Linked DNA regions of Sus scrofa: region 1 is linked to region 2. The links are chromatin contacts, called in public Hi-C maps. All regions are on one chromosome and are shown on one strand. The core of a region is the stretch at or near the end of the contact, and the rest is flanking DNA. Distances in the headings are between cores, read along the strand shown. Region 1 holds the start of CDK2AP2 (cyclin-dependent kinase 2-associated protein 2). Region 2 holds the start of NDUFS8 (NADH dehydrogenase [ubiquinone] iron-sulfur protein 8, mitochondrial).

Region 1 (6,001 bases), core at 160-2,659, 160 kb after region 2:
CGTGAGTGTGGCCGTAAAAAGAAAGAAAAAAATATTTCTGTATGTAACCAACTGTATTTATGTCAAGCTAAACATGAGCTCCTATTGAGAGCTCCAACTCCAATCCATTAGCCCATGGACTATTCTAACCTCCTTCCCTTGCTACCTGTAACTCCTCATTCCAACAGTGAGAAGCCATTCGTTCTACACTTATTTAATTTTGAATTCCAGTGTACGTGTGCAGTGGTTTCAGAATTGTCAACCCATCCCCCATGGGAAACCGCGTCATCAACCAGGGTCCAGTGCTTACGTGCAGATCTTTTTGTCTTTGTTCCTCCAGACTCCACTGATTTCCAGATTAGCACCTGATTCCCCCACCCCCTTCAGTGAGGCTGTTCCTACATTTGCAATACAGCTAGATTCTTTTGTCATATTCTGCTTTCCACCCTCGGATCGCCTGACCTTCTAAATGAAAAAGTTTACTCTTTGGTAACTGTCAAGGTCTTGCATGTACCATTACAGCATCATACATAATCACTTCATGCCCCCCCATCCCCTCTGCTCCCCCTGTTCAATTTTACCCCTCCCCCCTCTACCCAGCACCCCCTCACCCCAGCACCCTTGGCAACCAGTCATTTTTTTTACCTTCTGTATCAATTTGCCTTTTGCGGAATGCCGTACATTTGGGATCATACAGTATGTGGCTTTTTCAGACTGGCTTCTCAGCACTGTGTCTATATCTTTTCAAGGCTATAGATAGATGATTTCCTTTTATTGCTGAATAATAGTTGATTGTATGGCGACTGCTCAGTTTATCTGTCCATTCACCTGTTGAGTGGTGCCTCTCTGGGAAAACTTCTGTGATGTCACACTTCCCCTAAGTTCCAATGCTCCCTGTCCCAGTCTCCACATTGCCTTAGTCCATTGTGTGCTTTTGCTTCCCTGTCTGTCTCTCCTTGAGACTAGGAGCTCCTGGAGGACAGAAGCCATGGCCAGTTCACTTCCATATCAGTGTCCAGCATAAAGCCGAAGATGGGGGATGGAATCAAAATGTTTGCTGAATGAACGAATGAATGAATGTCCTGGACATGACCGGTACACAAAGCCAGAGAGGTTTTGAGAAGTAGCCTGGGAAAAAAGGGTTACGGTTTGGAGGAGAGTCTAAGATCTCAGGTTGTGAGGAATGAGATTTGAGGAGAGGGGTCTGGATAGAGAAATGGATAGGGAAGAGGAGAATGAAACATAAGCATTTTATGACTATTCGTTTAATCCACACAACAATCCTAGGAGATGGTTGTTCCTAGCGTCCCCATTTCACAGATGAGGAAGTTGAGGCCTAGGGAGGTAACTTGCCCAAGGGCAAGTGGGGGTGGGGGCTGAGGGTGCGATTAGACCCATCAGTCTGACCCCAGATGCTGCTGTAGTCCCTGATCCAGGACCGTCCGTGGTACAGAACCCGGGATGCCGTAAGTATTTAAGATTAGCTGTTCCCGCTATTATCATTATGGGGCACCGGCGTGGGGCCTTGGGGGAGGAGGGCAGGTTGAGGTCCAGGTAGTTGGAAGAGGGGCAGGACCCGAGGTCCAGGCAATTGCGAGGAAGAGGCGTGTCAGCAGCATTGGTGAGGGGTCCGTTGCCATGGGAACAAACGAGGCCCTAAGAGGGCGCATGCGCGGGTCGGGGACAGGTTGTTGAACCGGTGAAAGGTGACGTAAAAGCGCACGGGGTGGGGCGCAGGGCTGGGAACGTCAAAGCCCTGCGTCCTCCCGCACTCGGAGCGGCGGAAAGGCGCGCGCGCGCGCGCGGCAGCGGCGGCGACGGCGGCGACGACAGCAGCCCCAGCTGAACCGGGACGGCAGCGGAAAGGTGACGTACAAAGCAACGTGAGTGAGGCGTGAGGACGACAACCGCGCCCGGGAAGCCCCGCCGGGCTCGAACCGCGGCGGACCGGACCCAGGTCCGGCTTCCGAGGCTCCGCCTCTCGCGTTTTGGGACTAATCGGATTGAGAGCGCGCCGGCCCGGGCCGCGAACTCGCCAATTGCGGAGGGCATCGACCACTACCCAATCCGGAGCAGACAGGTGCGAGGTCCGGAAGGCGGAGACCAATCAGAAGCGGTTGCGGCCTGTTGGGGCCGGCCTCGGCCAATGACAAGGCCCGAGTGACGTCTTCGCGCACCAATCAGGAGTGAAGGAGCCTTCGTGCCCGCCCGCCCTTCCGGCCTGAGCTCTATTTACCAGGGGCGTGCTGCCGGCTTGCCAATCAGAGCGCAGCTAAGCGGCCAGGCAGCCAACCCGGGAGGAGCGGCCGGCCGGCGTCTGCCGCACCCAGGAGTTGGGGATGTCCTACAAACCCATCGCCCCCGCCCCCAGCAGCACCCCGGGCTCCAGCACCCCTGGGCCCGGCACCCCGGTCCCTACAGGTGAGGATCCAGCTCCACCCCTGCTCGCCTGTCCGGGCGGTGGAGGTCTCGAAGAGAGGACGGCCTGAGTTCTGCAGTAGTGGGCCTGCCGGCTACCCTCGCTGAGCCTCAGTTTACTGGCCTGTGATGTGGGCGTGGTCACGTAGGGCTTGTTGGTGAAGCACAGGGGGAGGGGTTTGTCCTGAAGTTTAGCAGCGTGAAGCCAAGCATCCCTTTGGAGGTAATCGGGCGAATCTGGTCCGGGGCTTGGAGCGCCGGGACGAGGCGTCCCTACCCCGCGCTGACCTCTCACTCGCGCCTGTTGCAGCTGGAAGTGTCCCATCGCCGTCGGGCTCGGTGCCGGGAGCTGCTGCTCCTTTCAGACCTCTGTTTAACGACTTTGGACCGCCCTCCATGGGCTATGTGCAGGTGAGTGGAGCCTAGGATCTTCCATAGGATTGCCTGTGGAGGAGGACTGGAGCCCCCCTCTTGGCCTGAGCTCACTGCCGTGTTCTCCTTTGACACAGGCAATGAAACCACCTGGCGCCCAGGGCTCCCAGAGCACTTACACGGACCTGCTGTCGGTCATAGAGGAGATGGGCAAAGAGATCCGACCCACCTATGCTGGCAGCAAGAGTGCCATGGAGCGCCTGAAGAGAGGTGAGTGAGGCCAGGCCCACCACCCCTGCCCAGGAGACTTAACACTGGGAAGGAAAGACAGGTGGAGGCCACCTGAGCCAAGCGTAGACTAGGGCCAGTATCACTGTCCACAGAGGCATTTTGCAGTGAATTGCAGCCGAGTCCGTTTCCAGGGAAGGTCCAGAGAATTTGTATTTCACCGGGGCAAATTTGAGCATTAACCGAACCTCTGATCTCATCCAGGCCCCCATTAGGTCATAGTCCCTTTCACTGAAAGGAAAGGGGAGTAGGGAGGGAGGGGGGTCTTCCTCTGGAGGGGGGTGTGGGGCTATGGAGGGTCACTGAGGCCTCATCTGTTCCTTTCCCATCCTCACCCCAGGCATCATCCATGCCCGGGCCCTAGTCAGAGAGTGCCTGGCAGAGACAGAGCGGAACGCCCGCACGTAACAGGACTCGACTCCTCCTCGGCGTCTGGACCTTTCCTGGCCACTGCAGAGCACCTGCTTCTCCCTGGCCTTCACCCCGAGTTGCACTTCCCATCCTGGGCTTCCTGTCCTGTGTCCTTTGGTGGGTGCCCTCCAGGAACCAGTGGGCGGCTCTCACTCCAGTCGGCAGCAGTAACTGGAACCCCCAAAAGAGGGAGCAGTGAGGTCCCTGGGAGTCCCACCCATGACCTGCCAACAGTGTTGATCCAGCTGGGGCTTTCTCCTTTCTGTGGCCCCACCGCTCAGCACTTACCCAGGACTTACCGTTTTCCCAGACCCCTTCTCCCCCCAGCAGAGCCTCAGAAGGCCTGTCGCCTCCCTGCCTCGTCTCCTAGGCCATAACTCTTTTCTCGGTGTGTCTTTTGCTAAATATGCCCTTTTTGTATAAATAAAAGATAATTTGGAGTTGTTCTCTCAGCTTGTAGTCTTTATGAGTCTGCTGCGTCTAGTAAGTCTGGGTGGGCCAGGAAGGAGGGCAAAGAGGAGACTCGGGGTGGTGCACTGGGTGGGAGAGAGGTCCACTGAGCCCAGCTTTGCCTTGCCTCCACTGTCCATTGACCTTGGTGGGACCCTGCCCTTGTCTGCCGCTGCCCCCTGCCTCTTCCACCTGTAAGTAGTAGAGAGGGTTGAGCTCCAGTGGCTGAAAGCCCTGCCCTCCTTCACAGTCATGCCACCAGGGGGCAGCGCAGGGCCTTGGCTGCCTCCACAGCTGAGGGCACTGCCTCCAGCCTGAGCCTAGAGGGTTCTTCCTCTGAATTAGCTGGTAATGGTGAGGCCCGGCAGGATGGAAGTGCCCTTTCACTTAAGCCATGCCCTCACATGCCTTAATGCCCTAAGGTCCTAAACTCCAAATCCGCCCTGGAGGCTCTGAATACACCCCACCTCAGCCCCCAGAGGGGAAGGGCACTGCTGCTTTCCAACACGGGAAGACCCAGCCGGTTCGGTTGGGTGCTGCTGCTGCGTTACTCTGTCCCAGTGCTCTTTAGGTAACTGGGTGTGGTCCCACAAGCCCAACCTTCCGTTATCTCCGCGGTTGCCCCGGGTCTGGCTGTCGTTGGCCAGCCCTGGGGACCCGGAAGGTAGAGGTGAAGAAAGCCACGGGCTCTACTCAGGGACTAGCCTAAAGATTGGGAATGACTGCAGGACCCTTCTTGGGTGTGTCCCTAGAGGTCTGGGCGCTGGAAGCCCAGCAGCTCCGCAGAGGCAAGTCAGAGACCGGTTTCTGCCCAGACTTTGGACATTTCCCCCACCCCGGGTCCCAGGTTTCAAAGGCCTGGAAAGTTGGGGATGGGACGCTGTCACATTTTCTTAACACCAGAGAGGGCTGGACCAGGGCGAAGGTTGGAACCGAGAGTGCTTTGGGGGTGCCAAAGGACACAGCGGGAGCAAAAAGCGCCAGCATTTGGAGAAGGGCCTCCTCCTCCACTGCCTTGGGGAAGGAAGGCTGGGGCCGCCCTCCTCTGCCGCGGGCGGGGCTGCCCGGACCCCGCAGGGGTGGGCAGGGCCGGCCGGGCCCAGGAAGGGGGCGGGGCGGCCGCAGTGACGCGGCGGGCGGCGGGGAGGGACCGCAGGGGCGCCGGCGGGCAGACCGGGAGAAAGGTCGGGGCCATGGGCCCGCGCTGCGCCTCCAGAGGGTCCGGCCACTGCTGGAATCCGAGGCCGGGGCTGGGGGCGCTCCGGCCTCCAATCCACGACACGTCCGCCCCCGCCCGGACCGGGTGACGGGCGCCCGCCCTAAACTAGAGGTGAGCCGGGACGCTGGCGGGAGGGCCAAGAGCACCGCGGGGAACGGGGACGCCGGGGAGCAGAGGGAAGTGGGGACCACGGGGCCTCTCGCTCGCTCAATGGGGGTGGTGGCTGTAGCGAAACCGGGGCGCAGGTGGATGGAGCGGGTCTCTCAGGACGGGGGCCCGTGGGATACTTTTGCCTCAGCCCGAAGAGGGGTCAGCCTCGGGGAAGGATGATGGGCTGCACAGACGAGTGTCCGGGGTCCAGGAAGGATGCTGGGAAGGGGAAAGTTGAGGACCGGTTGCCGGCCAGGGTAGGGAAGATAGATCTAGGGGGCCGAGGTGTTAGGTGTCTGGTCTTTGAAGGTAGGTTCGTGTGCGAGGGGGTGGGGAACACTGATCGAGATGCCGAGAGGAGGGGCGAACAGGGCTGCTCCGCGGAGAGATACCCCCGGGGGACAAGGTTCTAAGCGGACGCCCAAAAGTGGGGGACACGGAACCACACCGACTCGAGGAAAGGGATGCAGGGGGCGGGCCCCGAGGGGCCAGCTGTGGAAAACGGACCCGGAAGGAGGGGCCCGGGGGTGTCCAGGGGGGGATCCCCGAGGGATGCTGTTCCAAGAGGGCTTAGGATGCGGCCCGAGATGTGCTGCTGGCTTGCCAGCCCGCCGGCCTGCGCCCGCGGCTCTGGGGGGCCCGCGTCAGCCCGCGGTTGCCATGGCGATGGGCGGGCGGGGGGCGGGGGCTGCGCGGAAAAAGAGGTCAGCGCTC
Region 2 (5,569 bases), core at 2,890-5,389:
GTTCCCAGTTGGATTTGTTAACCACCGAGCCACAGTGGGAACTCCCAGGTCAGAGCTTTTTTATTGGGCACGAGGGGCTGCGGGCCCGCCGGGCGGGCAAGTCACCGGTAGAGGTAATCGGCCTGGATGTTGGCGGCGATCTCGGCCTCCCACTTGTCCCCGTTGTTAAGAAGCTTCTCCTTGTTGTACAGCAGCTCTTCGTGCGTCTCCGTGGAGAACTCGAAGTTGGGGCCCTGCAATTTGGGGGCGTCAGGCCCCTCCCAGGAGCTTCCTCCCCGGCCTCCCCCACCGCGGGGCCCCGCTCACCTCGACGATGGCGTCCACGGGGCAGGCCTCCTGGCAGAAGCCGCAGTAGATGCACTTGGTCATGTCGATGTCATAGCGCGTGGTCCGGCGGCTGCCGTCGGCCCTCGGCTCGGCCTCGATGGTGATGGCCTGGGGCGGGGGTGGGTGCAGGGGACAGTCACCGGCCGGCCACGCTGGCCCCAACACCGAGTCCACCCCCGCTACTGCTCACCCCCACTCCTGGGGCCCTGGGAGCTCGCCGGTGCCCTTCCTGACTCCTGTCCCAGCACGGCTGTTCGGTCAGCCTCTGAGCGCTGCCCTAGCTGGCTTTCCCCCATTTGTAAACTGCCAGCATCTCCTGCCTCAGGACCTGAGTCCCACGAGGAGAGGGCTGTGGCCTGCCTTGTTCATCATAGCACCTGCAGCCCCGAGGGGTCCCAACTGTAAAAGATGCCCAAATACTACTGGTTGTCTGTTCAACAGCCTCCCAATTACATCTAGCTATCCCCATTTAGTGGATGAGAAACGTGAGGCTCAGAGAGGTCGAGGGGTTTCCCGAAGCCACACAGTAAGTGAGGGGCAAGGCTCAGACTCAATGACAAGTCCTTAACTCTCAGTTCCTGGGTGCAGCCTCGCACTCGCTGGGGGAAGGGGTGGCCTGGGCCCTTCCACAGCCGAGAGGACCTTCGAAGTGGCGTGGCCAAGGCCACAGATGTCCTCAGGAGTGTAATGAGTGGGACCTCAGACCAGCAGCCACTTCTCTTTGGGCCTCAGTTTCCTTGTCTATAAAAATGGCGATAATAGCCTCAACCTCCTAGACTTGTGTAAACCATGAGCTTGGCACAGTGCCTGGTCCGTGGCCGGCCCTCGCTGCCTAGAGGGCATGACTGCTATTATTTTTTGGGGCTCTCCCGGCGCGGAAAGAGCAAGGCCACAGGCTGTCGCCTGGAGGACCTGGGAGTGGCCAGGAGATGAGCCAGGACTTGGACAGGAGCTGTCCTGAGTCACAGAGATGTGGCCTCGAGCAGCTGCTGGGAGGGGGCGCTGTGTGGACTGGGGGTACCCCCTGTGCCTGCTGGGCACACCCACCTGTGCCCAGTTGTGTCTTTCTGTTTCTATACTAATAGGCAGTGACTGCAGGCAGTCCCTGTGGGCCCCTCCAGCAGAACCGAACACTCAGGGCTCAAAGGAGCCGCCACCAGGGCAGCGAGGGCCTCAGCTGTGTCACCTGTGTCCTTGGGTCAGGCCCTGTGAAAGGCACACAGGCAGGGCTCTTCAGATCACTGCTGCATGCGGGTAAAAGCAGAGACCCTCAGGTGCCACCTCGTGGCTCAAGGCGTGGGTTTCACTCCCTGGACCAAACCTCCAAGGGCGGGACCCACACATGTCACGTGGTCTGTCGGGGGCTGAGAGCTTCACTACACTGAGTCACCGCCTCCGTGGCTCCGACAACCTGGCTCATCATTCCAATTCTTCACGGGGGGGGGGGGGGGGGGGGGGAGTGGCTCAGTGCAGCAAAGGAACTTTCCTGGAGAACACATAGCCAGCAGGGGGGCCAGAGTTCAGGGCCCAGCGCCTCCCACCTCGCTCCCACTTCACTCCCAGTGGAGGCTGAGCTGGGCGGTCAGGCGGGGTCAGGGGCTCACCTGGGCAGGGCAGACGGCCTCGCAAAGCTTGCAGGCGATGCAACGCTCCTCCCCGGATGGGTACCGGCGCAGCGCGTGCTCCCCGCGGAAGCGCGGGCTCAGCGGGCCCTTCTCAAATGGGTAGTTGATGGTGGCCGGCTCCCGGAACAAGTAGCTCAGGGTCATGCCCAGGCCTGGGGGCAGCACAGGCATGGTGGGAAGGGCCTCTCTTCCCTAACACCTCTGTGCCCATCCCCAGCCCACCTCGCCCCTCTGCCCCGGGGCCCACCTCGGACAAGCTCGGTCCACAGCAGGGTCTGGGCTGCCCGGTCAGTCACCGACTTCATGTCCATCGAGGGCTCACGCATGTTCACAAACTCTGCAGGGGAGGTGGGCAAAGCAGCAGTGCCGTAGGGGGTCCTCACACAGGCCCTCCCCCAGGACTCCAGCTCAGGGAGATGAAGCCTGGCCTCCCCCAGGGGTCTGCTCTTTCACCAAACCCTCCCCTGCCGGCCTCTGGCCCTGGGCAGTCCTCCCTGGCTTCTCCCTGCACCTGTGTGGCCATCTAAGCCAGGAGGTGATGGGGGCAGGAGGCGGTTTGGGTACTGGGGTCCCGATGAACAAACACAGGCTCCCAAGGCTCACACCTGGCAGCTCCCGACTCAAACCGCACAGGGCAGGGCAGCTCTGAAATAATACTGTGTAGCCACTGGGAAGGGCTGCCCCCCCAACGCCCTGCAATGACGGACTCGGCTCCCATGGACCACATTCAATCTCGATCACCACCCTCCTTTTACGGAGTGGCAACTAAGGCTGGGAGAGGGGGAGCCCTGCCAGGACTACTCACTGTAGGTGGCTGCGACCGCGCTGCTGTGGAGGGTCCGGGCGCTGGGATGTCCTGCAAGGAGAGGGGTTCCGCTGTGCAGCTGCGACCTCATCCTGAGAGGTGGTACCGCACCCAACCCCAACCCCAGAAAGGCCCCCGAGTCCTACCTGCATGTGCAGCCTGGGCCTGGGCCAGGGCCCGCAGCAGCATGGGCGTGCTCAGGCAGCGCATCTGTGGGGGTGAAAGGGAGGGAGGTGTAGGTGGGTCCCATACAGGGCCCCCCAGACCCCCGCACTCCAGCACTGCAGGAGCCCTGACCCTTGACCCAGCACGACCACGTCATCTTGTCCCCTACTCAACCCCATTCTGATCAGAGGCACAGGCAGCCTTCCCGTTCCCAGGTGTAGCCCCTCCCAGCCTCCAGATGGACGCAGATAACACTGCCAACAGCCTTTACTGAGAGCTCCCTGTGCCAAGCACATTGCTAGGGGTCACGTGCACTGTCACTTTGTCCTCAGGAGGACTCCCACCCACCCCAGAGGGAGGCACAGATGAGAAGCTGCGCTCACTCGTGTGAAGTGACCTGCCCACAGTCACACCTAAGGAGGTGAGACCAGGATGTGAACCCAGACCAGACCCCTCCCTTCACACCTCCAGGCCTCCCCTGCTGGAACCCTTTAAAGGCTCAAATAACCCTCCAGATCAACTCCTTTCCCCAGCATCCAGGCCCTTCTGGAACTGTCTCCCAGCCTGCAGTGACCTTGGGTTTTCTCGTCTGTGAAACGGGAGCTCGACGATGCCAAGGGTTTAGCCCCGGGCCTGGCACTTAGCCTGAGCTCAAAAGTGCCCCTCCCGTGACCTGTGACCTCTACAGGGCCCATTTCTTTGACCGCCGAATTCAGTGACAGGAGCCCAACCCAGCTCCTTCCCCGACCTTCCTCACGACCTCTGACCCCACGGATGCGGGCGGCGCCTGCGCCCTGAGGGTATGGGCCTCTCGATCCGCCCGCTGCACGCTCAAGGGCACGGAGGCTGCGGGTCCTGGGCGGGCCGAGATGAGCCTGGGCGCGGAGCCAGCGGGGCCAGCAGGGGCTCCACACTCGCCCCCGACGCCGCGCTGCCCAGACCTGGCCTTAACAATTGAGCCCCGAACACCCACCTTGAAGCGCTGCCGCTCCTTCCCGTGCGGAGGAGGCCGGTCCACCGAGAGGCGGAGCCTACATTCCTGGGACGCTTCCATTGGGCCGGCTGGCTTTGCCTTTTCCGCGCTGACTCTTCATAGTGTGGTCTGATTGGCTGATGCGGCCAAAAGAGGCGGGATCAAAGACGACCTTTAATCCGATTGGCTAGGGAAGAGCAGGCGCTCGAAGTGCGGTAGAGCGCCGCCGAGCTGGATTCAAGAGGCTGATGAACCGGGACTCCCGGTTCCTTGGAGGCGGGACATCCGAGGCGTGGTTTAGGGAAGCTGCTCCAGTTCTGACTGGGCATCCTGGCCAGAGGTACCCGCCCCCCTCCGCCCCCCCGGCCTCCGCGGGCGGTATGTGATAGCGGGGACGAGAATCTCGGCGCTTGATTACGCGCGGGAGCCGTGCCTGCTCCGGGCTAAAACTTCACCCGAGCGGTTTCATTTAATCCTCACGGAGCCCTGTGTGAAGGAACGATCGTTCTCGCTTTACAGATGGGGAAACTGAGGCACGGGCATGCGTAATTACTTGGTCCAAGCCTTAGAGCTGCTGCGTGTGGCCGCCACAACGGTCTTGGATCTAAACGACTCGGGAGCCCCGTCCCTCAACGGCCACCAAAGCGGTGTTTCCTCCCAGTGACTTGTGCGGCAGAGGGACCCCGGAGGCCGAGAAGATCCCCTAGGTCATCTGGGTCGGAGGGAGTGGAAAGTGGTCAGGGAGGACTTCCTGGAGGAGGTGCCGTCCCAGCAGACAGTAAAGAGGAGTTGGGCAGAACAAGAAGGACCAGAGGATATGCCCAGCGTCAGTGCAGAGGTCTGCCCGAAAAGGAGGACACCTCGAGGGCATTTGAAGAGGACAAGGAGAGGGTGGCACGCATGGGGCCTCCCAGGGACTGTTAAGGGTCCAGACTTGTGGGCCAGAGCACGCCTCTGAAGGGGGTCAGGCTGAGGGCCACGTGGGTACTGCGGAGGAGAAGGGCTGGGTCTGGGCACAGTGATTGCTGTATGGCTCAGGGAAGTTCGGCAGCATTATAGAATCATCTGGAATTGTTCAAAGATGGGATCTGGGAGGTGAGAAGGGAGTATCCAGCAGGAGGCCCAGGAGTTTGGCTCTGGTGGCTGAGTGGAGGGGGACCACGCCAGGGCCTTGGGGCCCAGGAGGATTGGCAGGCAGGGCAGCGTGTGAGTCCAGGCTGGGATATGCTGTGGGGAAGGCACCCAGGGCCAGCCACTTGGGGGACGGGAGCACATCCAGAGCTCCCAAGAGGCGCAAGCTGAAGGGGAGTCCTGCTGCAGGTGTCTCATCAGCTTGAACTGGAGGGACAGGTGGGGGGAGAGACGACGGGGGCAGCCTCACCCACCCAAGTGAGGAGACAGGACACCTGAAGCTTGGAGTCAGCGATTCAGCTCCGAGATTTAATCCTCACAGTGCTGTCTGGAGGTGCTGTTCGCTACCTCCTCTGTACACAGACAGGGAGACAGGCTCAGAGAGGGCAGGGATGACCCCGGTCACAGCCCGTCCACAGCGTGACATGGGCCAGATGCCAGGGCCCGTTTTGCACCCGCCACAGAAAGGGTGGTGGCCAAGAGGTGCCCACATCTACCCTCCTCTCCGGGGACACAGGTGGCCAGGGTGGGAGGAGGCAGCCA

Evidence for each region. A called contact is a pair of places that touch in the nucleus more often than the background predicts.
Region 1: a contact with region 2 is called in a Hi-C map of liver, with 4 times the contacts expected there. The contact joins the promoter of CDK2AP2 here to the promoter of NDUFS8 in region 2. A contact is called at or near these places in 1 of 47 Hi-C or Micro-C datasets (liver) and 1 of 2 datasets of contacts at active chromatin or transcription factors (alveolar macrophages).

The regions. Positions count from the first base shown.
Region 1 is chr2:5,023,847-5,029,847 of Sscrofa11.1, forward strand. CDK2AP2 (cyclin-dependent kinase 2-associated protein 2) reads left to right here and starts at 1,410. Exons shown (of 4, transcript XM_005660628.2): 1 at 1,410-2,620; 2 at 2,708-2,808; 3 at 2,907-3,039; 4 at 3,398-3,920. The coding sequence starts at 2,794. The coding sequence ends at 3,465. It overlaps PITPNM1 (membrane-associated phosphatidylinositol transfer protein 1), which reads left to right and starts at 5,043. Exons shown (of 25, transcript XM_003122455.5): 1 at 5,043-5,248.
Region 2 is chr2:4,863,253-4,868,821 of Sscrofa11.1, forward strand. NDUFS8 (NADH dehydrogenase [ubiquinone] iron-sulfur protein 8, mitochondrial) reads right to left here and starts at 4,140. Exons shown (of 7, transcript XM_003122434.3): 1 at 3,896-4,140; 2 at 2,904-2,967; 3 at 2,758-2,808; 4 at 2,200-2,289; 5 at 1,932-2,104; 6 at 307-435; 7 at 43-233. The coding sequence starts at 3,976. The coding sequence ends at 102. It also overlaps a transcript of ALDH3B1 not described here.